Regions from separate parts of the Zea mays genome. Here region 2 is linked to region 1. Evidence: chromatin contacts called from public Hi-C data. All regions are on one chromosome and are shown on one strand. Each heading gives the region's core, a stretch centred on a gene start, on an enhancer-like site or on the middle of the called end of the contact. The rest is flanking DNA. Distances are from core to core; before and after follow the strand shown. Region 1 holds the start of LOC100279471. Region 2 holds the start of LOC100285105.

Region 1 (6,091 bases), core at 919-3,418:
ACTGCTTTGTAGACTGGCATAAATCACTATGCTAAATGAGAGCACAAGCGCGCTTGAAATGGAATGGGCAAAGGCATGGTGAGCCATTTTTCTCCGACATGATTTACACAAGAGTTGTGTGGCGTACATGGTTGTTTTATATAACAAGGCTGTTGTCTTTTATATACTCCCTCCATTTCAATTTAGAATTCGTTTGACTGTTTTATTCCAAATTTGACCGACTCGTTTTATTAAAAAAATCATAATTATTATTAATTTTACTGTGATATCATCTACTATATAATATAATTTAAATATCATCTACTATATAATATAATTTAAATATGGCTTTGAATTTTTTAATTTTTTAAATAAGACAAGCTAGTGAAACTTGTCATAAAAAAGCCGAACAAATTATAAATTAGGATAGAGAGTACTATATATTAAGGCTGTGCGCAGCGGTACGCGCTAGCCTTCCCCCTCCCCTTGCATGCCGGCTGTAGGGGTCACCCTACCGCCGCAGCGGTGTCCCCTACAGCGCACCCTACGCGTCGGTCTCCTTCTCTCTCCCCCTAGATCTAGCGTGTCACTGTTCATCACCCTAAACACTATGTTGTGGGTCCACCAGTAATTGTTAGTAGATAAAAAATTGATAGTTGATATAGAAAACGATATTTTATAGTTGTAGTGGGGTATAGGGGAGTATTTAGGGGAAACCGCTGCGGGAGATGAAAAAATAGGGGGAAATATAGGGGAGAAAAGTGATATAGGGAGAAAAATTTAGGGATAATGGTTGCGGATAGCCTAATGCCTTGCATAGTATGTGTCTTGATGCATAGTATGTGTTTCTCTAGAAGTAGTCAACTAAGAAGTCTTCAGCGTACTGTAGTCGCTGTTTCCGGTCAACAAAGTAGTAAACGATAGCGACGGGACTGCAGAGATGTCAAGATCCTCAAAGAAAACCAGTGTACACGGTTGTGTCCGCTACCAAAATCTGTTGACGAAACTGTAGCTCCCAGATAATTCAAATAGAAGACAGAGAGTTTCAGTCGTTTGATTGGAATGACCGATTCAAGAGTCGTGCGAAACTAGTATAGTGGACATTTTTTTTCTCCCAGAAAAGAAGTACAGTGCCACAGTGGACAAAAAAGGGGGAGATAATTTGGGTTGTTTGAGTGTGCGCATGTTTTTTTCTTTTTCGTGTAATCGTGTTCTTGAGACGAACCTCCTGTTTTAAAATCTGATTTGAAGGAGCCATCTAGGGCTAAAAACGAACAAAAACTAAAAACTTGGCAATCTGTTGCTGATATCTCACCTGGTGGGGTTGCCGTCGGCGTCACGTTAAATGCCGTAGGAGATGGCAGTGGCGCCGGTGGCGACGCCGCTGGCAGACGTAGCGAGGGCGCTCCGGAGAAGAAAGAATACACCTCGTACCTGAAATTGCACCGCGTCCCTATAATCCTCCCGCCCTTACTTCCGCTGAGAGACCCTGGCATCGCCGATATTATGCTCCCAAGGCAGCTCCGGCAGTCTGCGGACGACATGTCCGGCGTGCACTGCGTGAGCCCGTAGATGGTGGGGTAGCTGGCGTCGAAGCCCTCTTCCCCCGTGGCAAACCGCGACGAGTTCGCCGCCGCGTAGTCGCCGGTGGCGTTGAGGAGCATGACGACGGCGGCGTCGAACGCCTGCACCGGCGAGCTCACGCTCTGAGTGTTCATGAGGATGATGTTATCATTGCCGTTGTCGGTGGTGCTGGCGATGAAATCCTGGTTGGAGAAGCGGAGGTAGCAGTCGTCGTAGACCACGGCCGCGTCATTCTTGTAGGGGCAGAGCTGCTGCGCGTCTTGAAACCCCGTGGCGACGCAGGAGCCGCAGGCCGTGGCGTTGGTGTCCCCGCGGCAAAGCGCGAGCGCGTAGACGACATACGGGACGGCGCCGACGCTGCCCTCCGCGAAGAGGTTCCTCGAGCGGGACGCGTTCGCGGAGAGCGCCTTGGCGAGGCTTTCGAGGTTGGACTGGTAGGTGCTGTTGGCCGTGTAGTTGCCGGTGTTCCCGCAGAGCTGCCACGCCTGCGCAGCGGCCCGCGGCGAGAAGAGGAGGAGGGAGGCGACGGTGAGGAAGAGAAGGTAGCCCATGACGAGGCGCGGGGAGGCGACGCGACCCAACGCGGCCGTGGCCGTTGCCATGGCGTTACGGCTGCTCGTGCCGTCTTGCGTGGCGAGCAGTGATATAGAGGAGGGTAGTGCCGTGGCCTCTGGCCTGTGCGTCGCCGTCGTGGTCTCTGGCCTATGCTAATAAGGAGCATGAAGATGTACTTTATCCTGCCGCACACCCGTTTGAAATATGTCAGTACAAACCTTTGAAATATGAAATACAAAATTTTCAATTAAAAAGTTTTATTCCAGCTGTACAAAGTCCATATCATACCAGTAGAAGTTTACAATATAATATGCTACTACAATAATAGAAGGATACTAAAATAAGAGTGTAATACAAAGTTTTGAATCTTAGGGTAGAATAATTAAAACGAGCCAGTATAAAGTTTATGAATATAGGTGTGCAGTTTTAAAAATCCCAAAAAATTTAACCTGGCTATATATACAAATTTTACAATATCATATTATAGTTCAAAGTTAATAAATTCTGAATGCAGAGTTGGATCTAGGAGTATAATGTCGTTGGATATTACAGAAAGATTTCAAATTCAGAGAGCAAAATTTTGAATGATGTCTATAAAGGTTTTCGATATCAGATTTAAAATCTAAACAAGTAGCAAAAGTTTGAACTCGTAATTTCAAAGTTTGCAATATTTTTTTAAAAAAATAGATCACATCAGATTAATAAAATAGAAAAAACTAATTAACGAATCAGACGTATGCACAAAACTAGATGGTCCTCTAAACCAACTATTAGTGGAACTACATGAATCGACTAGTACTACCTTATTGAATTTATATAATAGATCACACATGTAATTAGCTCAAAAAAACCTATCAAACTTCAAACCAGTATACATTTACCATTTAGTATGCGTGTGCGCGTTGAAAATAGAAACAGCGGAGGCGTGTCCAATAATAATTTGGGGGCAGCGTCATGCATTCAGGGTACGAAGCTTCAACAGTGAGATGTCATGTCCCGAACGAATTGACCAGGTAGACCAACGGTCAACGGAGACCCATAATTCTCTTTCTAATAATCTTTCTAAATCTTTTTTTTGGAAAAGTAGGGAAAATTCGTGGAAGTAATTTGGACTTGCAGTCCCCGGCAGGATTGGAACGAGGTCATGTTTTATACTCTCTCAGCCCTAAAATATTCATTATCATTTGAATGTGGACGAAAAAAGTGAATTAAAAAGAATTATATTTTAGAACGGATGAAGTATCATAAAATGGTCTATAGTTTATTAATAAAAGTTAACTATTAAACTTTAGACTATTTTACATTATATATATATGATCTAACAAATTAATATAGTACTTTTTATCATAATGCCTGAACCTTTAACAACACTCAAGAGCTCAAATTATTTTAAGTTTAATGTCTATCAACTCTCTCGGTCCCTAAATAGAACATTAGACAACTCTAAATATTCGTTTTTGACAAATGTGAAAATGGGACAAAACAATATGATTGTTCGACCTTTTTTGCTTTTCCCGTTTTACCCGCGTGTAACATCCCGTTTTAGATAGTACAATGAGAAAAATCATAGACGACTATGTGAAATTGCAACAAACAAATCTATAATTGATTGTTTTCTTTGGTAGACATATATATATTATAATATATTGCTTCCATATGTGTAGATAAGATGTTTCAATTGATTGCAACACTATTATATTTTAATAGTCTATGCGATGGTTGTTTTCGTTTTTTATGCCCGATTCCGATTCATTATCGATTTACTCCGATGGTACCATTTTCGATCATGTTTTTAAAATAAAATATGAAAAATGAAAATAGAAGATAGGTTATTCCGATCGATCCCGTTTTCATCCCTATTGGTCACCTGGCACTAGCAGAGGACCTTGGTGTGCAGCGGCGCTAGTCTGCCAAGAGGCGACTCCGGACCACCTCGGTCGCTGGAAAACGGTTGCGGGCAGGGCCGTACCGGAGGGGGTGCAGAGGGTGCGGCCGCACCGAGCCCCCAAAAACAGGGGGGCCTAGCCACTGAACGCTAGCACTTTTTCTATTAAATCTATCTATTCTAGACACAAATACGCAAAGAGCGATGCGCCATCGATCAGTCTCGTTTAGATTGTTAAACTAATGTCTCAATTACTTATGGAATACTCCATCTGTTCAAAATAGTATTTGTTTTAGCTCTTGATTTTTATGTTTATATTCAACTAGATGATGATGAATCCACTAAGTAAGCAAAACAAATTCTATTTTGATATAGAGAGAGTATTATTTACTATAAATATGATGGTTGCATCAGCAGAGAGAAGCTTTTTAAAATTGAAATATTTTGTAAACTATTTTTGGTCAACAATAACTCAAAAGAGGTTAAATGGCTTGGTGATTCTATATATCGAAAAAAGGTTGTTGGATGAGATTGATCTCAATGATATAAACGATAACTTTGTATCACAAAATATTAGAATATATTTTTAATGATATCAGACAACAAATAAGTATTTTTGGCTATATTTAATATTTGTTATCTTATAAACTTCAAAACAGTGCATAATAATTTTTATACGTCAAATATTTAATAATATATGTATAAATTATTTATATTTATGTGTGGATGAGCCTTTATATCGAATTTCGCACTGTACCCTGAAAAGTCAGGAACGAGCCTGGTTGCGGGGATGCTATAGCAAGCTAGGACGGGCGAGAAGATCTTTGATCCGCTCTCTGCAGCCGACGGGCTTTGTTGGGCAGTTGCAGCTGCTTTGCGTTTTGCCGATGGGCTTTTCTGTACAGCAACAGCCCAAACAAATGCAAATAGCAGAAGCGAGCAGGCGATCTGCTGTCAACCGTCGAACGAGTGCATGCATGCACGATGGACACCGAACCGGGACCTGGCAGTGGCACTGGCACGGTGGCACCGACCGCGGCGCTGACTGCAAGGTGCAAGCAGCCAAGCACTTAACACGCGCCAGTGTAGCTTTGTGTTGCACTTGCACTTCGCTCTACATGTACAATATATTGTAGGACCTGTACCTCGGTGCCATTTTGGGTGCAACCTCAGCCTTGTCCCTTTTTTCATCCTGTGTAGAGAAAGGTAATATTGTTACGTACCGCACACTACCGGAAACAGCAGTTTTGCCAAATACCTTAAGCACTCGATAAATATTGGAAACCACTCGGCAAAAGGTTTACCGAAGGTGTCACTTGATAAAGAAGTCTCGGCAAAAACGGCTTCTTTGACGAGTACTTTTTATCAGGCACTCAGCAAAGACTTTGCCGAGTGGCACTAGGTACTCCATACTCGGCAAAGGAAAGTCGCTGTCACGGCTAGGGGTGGGCGTTCCGGTTACCCAAAAATTTTCGGGTCGGGTAATTCGAGTTTTGAGAATCGATACCCGAAATTACAACGAGTTTTGCAATACCCGAAAATTCGGGTACCCGGAATTTCGGGTTCGGGTTCAGGTATTCCCGAACTATTGTGTCGGCTTAATAAAAACACATACACCCTATTAAATTAGTATAAAAATATAGTTTGAATAATGACATACATGGACATAAAACACAAGCAATCTACAATCGCAAGTTATGCACACATACACATAATTATAAATGTACAAATTAATAATTAAGCATGACATGAGTACATGACACATGAAAGTTCGGGTATTTCGGGTACCCGATTGTGATACCCGAGTTACCCGAACTAAATTCGGGTTTTGCAAATTGCTACCCGAAATTCCCGAACAAAATTCGGGTTTCGGATATTCCGGGTTCGGGTTTCGGGTTACGGGTTTTTTGCCCAGCCCTAGTCACGGCGCCAGGTGACGGCAACGGAGACTGTGTCGAGTGTTACGGTGATACCCGGCAAAGGACCACTCTTTGTCGAGTGTCTACTATACAGACACTCGGCAACGAAGCGCCCCGTGGGTCCCTTTGTCATTTCCTTTGCCAAGGGTATTAGGTGTCACTCGATAAA
Region 2 (6,778 bases), core at 2,042-4,541, 160 kb before region 1:
ATAAAAATTGTACACCATATATTATACTATTTATATAATGAAGTTTGAAATAAGGAATACGATAGGATAGTTGCAGGAGACAACATTAGACGGTTGTTTTGCAAAAGTTCTTTCACTAGCTATCTCCATGTATCATAAAAAAATTTATTCAACATTTTTTTTCTTGCCGGTGTGGTTTGGCCACTGCAAGTATTCGATATATTTGATGACATTTTCGATACTAATGAAACTATTGAACTTTAAAAATGTATTAGGTCTTATTGTCTATTGCATATGCACGTTTACCTGTCTAGTTTTTGTTGCTCATCCGATACTGCCTGAAATTGAAGCTGAAATTATATACTTTCACAGCAGATGCTCGCCAGCCTTTAGTGCCACTACTAGATGTTCGTTGCCTTTGAAGATACTATCAAGGAGCAGGTGAAAGCTAAAAAATTGTTCACTATTATTAGTATCTTTTTCTTCCTTCTAATATCTACTCATGAGCTAGTATTGTCATAATTTATTTCTTTTTGCACCATCTCATTATACATGCAATCGAGTTGCCATCAACAGAAGTTTGAATTTTGTCCACGTGTATTATCTTTTACTTATATTAAGATTAGATTATGAAACCTAAAAATGTGTATTTTTCCTTTTTCTACTACGACTCTTTTTATTCTTCTTGCCCCCCCCCCCCCCCCCCCCCCCCCCCCCATCTCGCGTGAACTCTCGTGCGTTCGTCTGCACAGTCCTATCATGACGACTGGCGAGGCACATACTCAGCGGCCATGGAATAAACAAAGAGAGAGGGAGATTGAAGAGAGTTTTTTTTTTGAATTTAACTAACTGACAGATGGTGATGGCGTAGTGGTGGTTTGGGATTTTTTTTTTTAGTTTCATAGCGTAGCTGAGAATATAAAAAAGTTAAGGACCCCAGATGTATTTTTAAAAAAGCTACAGTATCCGATAAAGCCAGAAGCCGGGAACCAAACCTAGCAGGAGATCCGCCTCAGGAAACAGGAACGATGGTTCATGAGTGTCCGAAAAGCAAAGCAACACAAAGACATCAGTTATCCTGATGTGCAGATGCCAATGTTTACATTATTCTACGTTCCTAGTACGAGGTTAAACCGAACTTGTCTTGAATCCTCTAGACTTGACTGTTGTTGTTTCTTGAATCCAAGCTTTCGACGGGAGGACGCACTTCCCAATAATCTCTGCGGTGACCACACAATGCAAGCAAACAAAAGTGAGCCTACAGTTCACTGGATTTCTGGATCCCCCACGTGGGAGACATGTTTCACGCTTTCAGCAGTGAGGGACAGCTGGAGTCACGGCCGGCGACGGCGAGAGAAAGAAAGAAAGAAGCGTGGCGTTCGTGGACTCACTTGGCGCGTGGTAGACCACGGAACCGGCTCCGGCGAAGTCGCACGTCCCGCTGCCCCGCCCCTTCCGCTGGTAGTAGCTGTTGAACGCGTACGAGGCGTGGGCGACCACGGTGTTGGGCTCGAAGCACGCTCCGCCGGGCTGTATGGCGCCGCAGTCCGCGCCGTTGGCACACGCGTAGTTCAGCGCTGCCAGCAGCCGCGCGTCGCCGGCCGCCGCATTCGCCACGCACCAGCTCACGTTCGGGTCACAGGTGCCTACATGACACGAACACAAGTAAACAACACGTTGCCATGCATACCACTAGAAGTAGAAATTGAGAATCTGTGTGTGTGTGAGAGAGAGAGAGAATCGGCGATGGAGATCGAGAACTCACCAGCTGGTTCGTGATACACGACGTAGGCGGCGCCGTCGAAGTCGCACGCCGCCTTGGCCCGGCCGTTGCGCTGGTAGTAGCTGTTGAACGCATACGAGGCGTGCGCGAGCCTGGTGTCGGGCTCGAAGCACGGCGCGCCGGGCTGGATGGCGCCGCAGTCGGCGCCGTGGCCGCACGCGTACTCCAGCGCCGCCTGCAGCCGCGCGTCCCCGGCGGACGCGTTCGCCACGCACCAGCTGGCCACCAGCGCGCCGCCCCGGAAGTCGAACTCGTACACCTTCGTCCGGTTCGGGTAGAACAGCCCGAAGTGCTGCTCGACGTCGTCCGCCCCGTCGCCCTTCTGGTTCTCGTTGAAGAGGGAGAAGATGTAGACGTCCATGTCGGCGTCGGGGTGGTACGGGGTGCCCGTGTCACCGGACAGCACGCGCTTGATCAGGTAGTTGTTGTACGCTTGCGCGTTGGCTACCGAAGCCGCTTCACCTCCAGCCTGCTCCAACTCCAAACGCCTCCCGCCGCCGCGTGGGCGTGGCCGCGGCCTGCCGCCGCGTTTGGGTTTGCCGCCGGAAGGCCACCCGCTCTCCGAAACGTGCGCTGCTGGCGCCACGGATTTTGGCCCCCGCGCACTGGATCTGGACGTCCCCAGCTTCTCCATCGCGAAGTACGTGGCGTCGAGCTGGGCGTCCAGGAGGCTGTGGTACACGAGCCCGGTCACGGGGTCGCGCACGCCGGTGGCGTTGGAGTTCCCCAGGGCGTAGTCGAGGGAGATCTTGTCTGGCTCCTCGGCGTACGCGAAGAACGGGTAGGCGTTCACGGTGAGGTACGACCCGGTCCGCTCCAGGAAATCGATCATGGGCTTCATCACCGACCGCGCGATGTCGTCCCGGAACCTGCCCGCGGACGGCGGCCACGACTCCTGGAGCGCGGTGAACGCGATCGGCGTCGAGACCTTCACGGCCCCGTCCAGGCCAAGCTTCACCAGCGCGTCGTGCACGTTGGACATGGCCGGGACGAGCTGCCCGGTCAGGTTCTTGGCCTCCTCGAACACCTCGTTCCCGACGGCGACGGCGTGGATCTGCGTGGCGGGGTAGTACGCCGCCACGTTCCTCCGCACCCACCGTCGCGCGCTCGACGGGTCCGCGGCCGCCGCGGCGAGCTTGTCGTTGGGTAGCATTACCATCACCGTGATCCCGGTGTTGGCCAGGGCCTTGAGCACCTTTGAGTTGGCGTCGTAGAGCCTCACCGAGGTGATGCCGCTCTTCTTCAGCAGCTTTACCACCGAAGCCGTGCCCGGCAGGTCGTTCCCTAATCGGCCGTAGCTCACGCCCACCACGCCGGCATCTACATTGTACACGATGGACAACGATTAGCACTAGATTGGACCTGTAAAATAAGCAGCAGGTGCGAGCCGAACGCGGTTACCGGCAGGGGAGAAGGGGAGCACAGCCAATGCGGTACTCAGGAGGACGACGAAGACGTTAGTCAGGGCCATGCTCCTCTCCTCAGTAGTCAGTAGTGGCGACGAGACGGCAGGACCCGCGAGACATGCTGAGCAACCAAAGGTGCGTGGGATTTAGGTAGTGTTTGGATGGAAAGGATGAAGAAGGATGAGGTGTGAATTGTGATCATTCTAAGTTGACTCATGTTTGGTTTGGAGGTCCAGAGTCAGGGTCAAGGAATATTCTTCAAAAATAGTGGATAGGGTCACCCCTCAAAAAATAAGGGACGAGGTCAACTCAGGGTTGATCCCGTCCCATCCCTCATTGACACTGAACCAAACATCATATAATTATAACCGGGCGGGGTCCTCGCGTGTAATGGAATGGAAGGTGCTCAAACTCACAACCATCAAGGAGTATTGTATCTGTTCATCGGATAAACTAGGCACGTGTTCTTGCATATAAAAAACGCAAGCGTCAAAAAATCGTGGATAAATTCTGGGATCAGGCTGATTAACTAAGGCCCCGTTTGTTTGGTTGGAATTGAATTCCATTTCAATAATTATAATTTTTACAAAACTAATTAAGTTCATATATTTATATATGTAATATATTTGTATATTATCTTAAATTATATGCGAGAGATAGTTATATACTACATATATGTTATAGCGAAGCAAGTAGAACAGTGTGTTATAATTTGTACATCGGAAAATTAGCATGTAAATCTATAGAATCAATTTCCAACTCTCACCCCATGAATTTGAGATGATCTTATATGATAACTTTGGAAAGTGGTGAAATGTCACATTCTAAAAAATAGCCTATTTTATTAGTAAGATTCCAATTCCTCGAAATGAAAGGAAACAAACGGGACCTAACCAAAATTGACGATTTTCCTTATTTACTCATAGCCTCATATTCTAACACTATATAATCGTACTCCCTCCACTTATGGCCACCAAAACACGTGGCCTACGAGCCCGACAAAAAGCCCACTCTTTGGGCTCGATCGAACCCGACACGGTCCTGCTCTATGCGTCCCTGGCCCAGCTTGGCACGAGCGACGTGCCAAGTTTGTTTAGAGTTTTTGGCCTATCGGACTAGCCCAAACACGATACATTCTAAAATGTGCTAAGACTCGAACCGTTTAATAAGGCAAACGTTGCAAAGATATCTTTATCTTTTATTTAAGGTCTATCAATATTTGTGATATGTGTATTATTTGTAATATATGCTATTGTATTTAGATATATCCTTCAACTGTGATTTATAAATATGTTCAATTTTTATGGCGATCTAATTTTAAGCTTGGTTTATGCGTCGGCGGACTTGTGCTGGCTGGATGTTCATTTTCGGGCCGGACTTACTGAGCCCGCCCAGCACGGTTGGGCTCGTGCTAGACTCGTTCACATAGTTGAGCCCATCGGGCAGCTCGATCCAACCCGGATAATTATTCAGGTCTAACTGTACCGTGCCTAAGCGGACCGTGCTTCATCGAACCCGGGTCGAGCCAGACGACTCGTTTGGACATATCTACTCCACTCCATCATGAATAAAATCAATACATTAGATTCTTCTCAATTTAGAATTTTTTATTTAATTAAATTTATAAAAAGCTAAATATTTATGATACCAAATAAGTACACTAAAAATATATTTTATAGGAATCGTGTTTAGTATTTTCATTGCCTGATTCTGTTACTATTTTTTGCTCGGTTTATAAATTCTATAGAAAACATTTTTAAGGACGATTGAGGGTGTCTTCAGCAGCTTTTCTACTTCAAACTTTATTCTACAAACAGTACATAAAACAGTGTCTTCTACAATGTTGTACTTGCATCCTCTATTTTACATGATCTACCGAAGATAATATTTGCCTATCTTTAAAGATAAGTTCTGGAGGGCTAGATAGATAAAGCTGCCACTCCTATAAACCATCTACAGTTAGAGTATATCTCTACTACTACTTAAGTCCCTAGTGTAGACGTCCACAATTTTTGGTTCTGCCGTCTACCGTCGCCCACGCTCTCTCGGCAGCCATCGTGGAAGGGGAATCTCCAACCAGGGAAGGTCCGCGTAGTTCCATGGAAGGTTCGTCTCCGCTCTCCTCTCTGCTGTCTCTCTCGCCGCCATCTGCGTGCTCTCTCGCCGCCATCTCCGCGTCCCCGCTCTCCTCTCTGCGCGCTCTCTCGCCACCAGACCCGCCCGCCATCTCCTCTCTGCTGTCTCCAAATTTGCGCGCTCTCTTGCCGCCAGACCCGCCCGCCATCTCCTCTCTGCTGTCTCCAAATATGTGCGCTCTCTCGCCCCGTCTGCTCCCCCCCCCCCCCCGCGATACTCCCCGCCTGTAGGTAGAAGAAGGCCAGCGCCTTGGCCAGTGCTGCCCGGATCACGGCCGGGGCCTCGCCCGCGCCCGACCCTCGGCTGCTCCCCCTCCGTGATACGCCCCGCTTGTGGGTAGAAGAAGGCCAACGCCTTGGCCAGCACCACCCGGATCACGGCCGGGGCCTCGCCCGCGCCCGACCGGAAGATGTGCATCGACTCCACCAGGATCCGGAAAGGAATCATCACAAGGAAACCTCTGCGTCCTTGTCCTCCCGTCTTCGGCGCCACACCATGTTCGCCGCGACCTCCGCCGCGACCTCCGCCCCACCCCCACCTCCAGGTCATCCAGCCTCATCCCAATCGCGACAAACCAGAGGAGAGCACGAGAAAATTCCCAATCCGCAGGCCACCGCTTCCCCTCTCCGTTTCCTCCAAATCCAATCGTCTCCAACCGTCAATCCGCCCGCCACCTCCACCACCGAATCCCAGGCAGGCATGGAGTGCGAGCCAGAGGAGCTCTGTTGGGCGGCGTTGGCATCGTGGAGGGGGAGCAGCTGGGGCGCCCCGCCATCCGCTGCACCACCAACGACATCTACTTCGCGGATCGTCTCCAACCGTCGATCCGCCCGCCACCTCCACCACCGAATCCCAGGCAGGCATGGAGTGCGAGCCAGAGGAGCTCCATTGGGTGGCGTCGGCATCTACCGCTTGTCCGCCTACCACACCGCCTTCGCGCTCCTCTTTGCCTACCACGTCGTCGTCGTGCTCGTCTTCGTTGGCCTCCTCGTCGCTGCAGAGCATGGCTCCGGCGGATGCAGACACGGATGAGTTTGTGATGGCGGCCGCCACCAAGGCTGCCGACAGTGGAGAAAGGTTGATATCTTGATCTCTAATACCCTGAATGGCAAGCCTCCATATTCCAGCTACGCATGTAGACACACGCTAATACCCTGAATAGCAAGCCTCCATACCTGTTGGGGACTTGTTCTTAAATGCTATGAATTAAGAACAAGGCAACATAAAATGTTAAATGTTAATGTTCTTCGTCCAACGAAGCATTATTCCCTTGGGGATAATGGACCTTGGACGAAGGTTGATGGCAATGCAATTACGAAGGTTATATCTTCGTAATCGAATTCTAACAGATTGTATAAAATGACATAAAATATAAAATATAGAATATCAAAGGTAAATGAATCATAAATAAACCATATTTTATCCATTCATTATATTTAAGTGTTGAATACAATTATACCTCTGCCTTGACAAA

What was found. Hi-C and Micro-C count contacts between places; a contact is called where the count stands out from the background.
Region 2: a contact with region 1 is called in a Hi-C map of tassel, with 4 times the contacts expected there. The contact joins the promoter of LOC100285105 here to the promoter of LOC100279471 in region 1. A contact is called at or near these places in 4 of 25 Hi-C or Micro-C datasets (ear, endosperm, leaf and 1 more).

Annotation. Positions count from the first base shown.
Region 1 is chr7:163,721,860-163,727,950 of Zm-B73-REFERENCE-NAM-5.0, reverse strand. LOC100279471 reads right to left here and starts at 2,168. Exons shown (of 7, transcript NM_001152475.1): 1 at 1,295-2,168. The coding sequence starts at 2,165.
Region 2 is chr7:163,881,855-163,888,632 of Zm-B73-REFERENCE-NAM-5.0, reverse strand. LOC100285105 reads right to left here and starts at 3,291. Exons shown (of 4, transcript NM_001158000.1): 1 at 3,164-3,291; 2 at 1,745-3,082; 3 at 1,371-1,625; 4 at 950-1,199. The coding sequence starts at 3,233. The coding sequence ends at 1,108.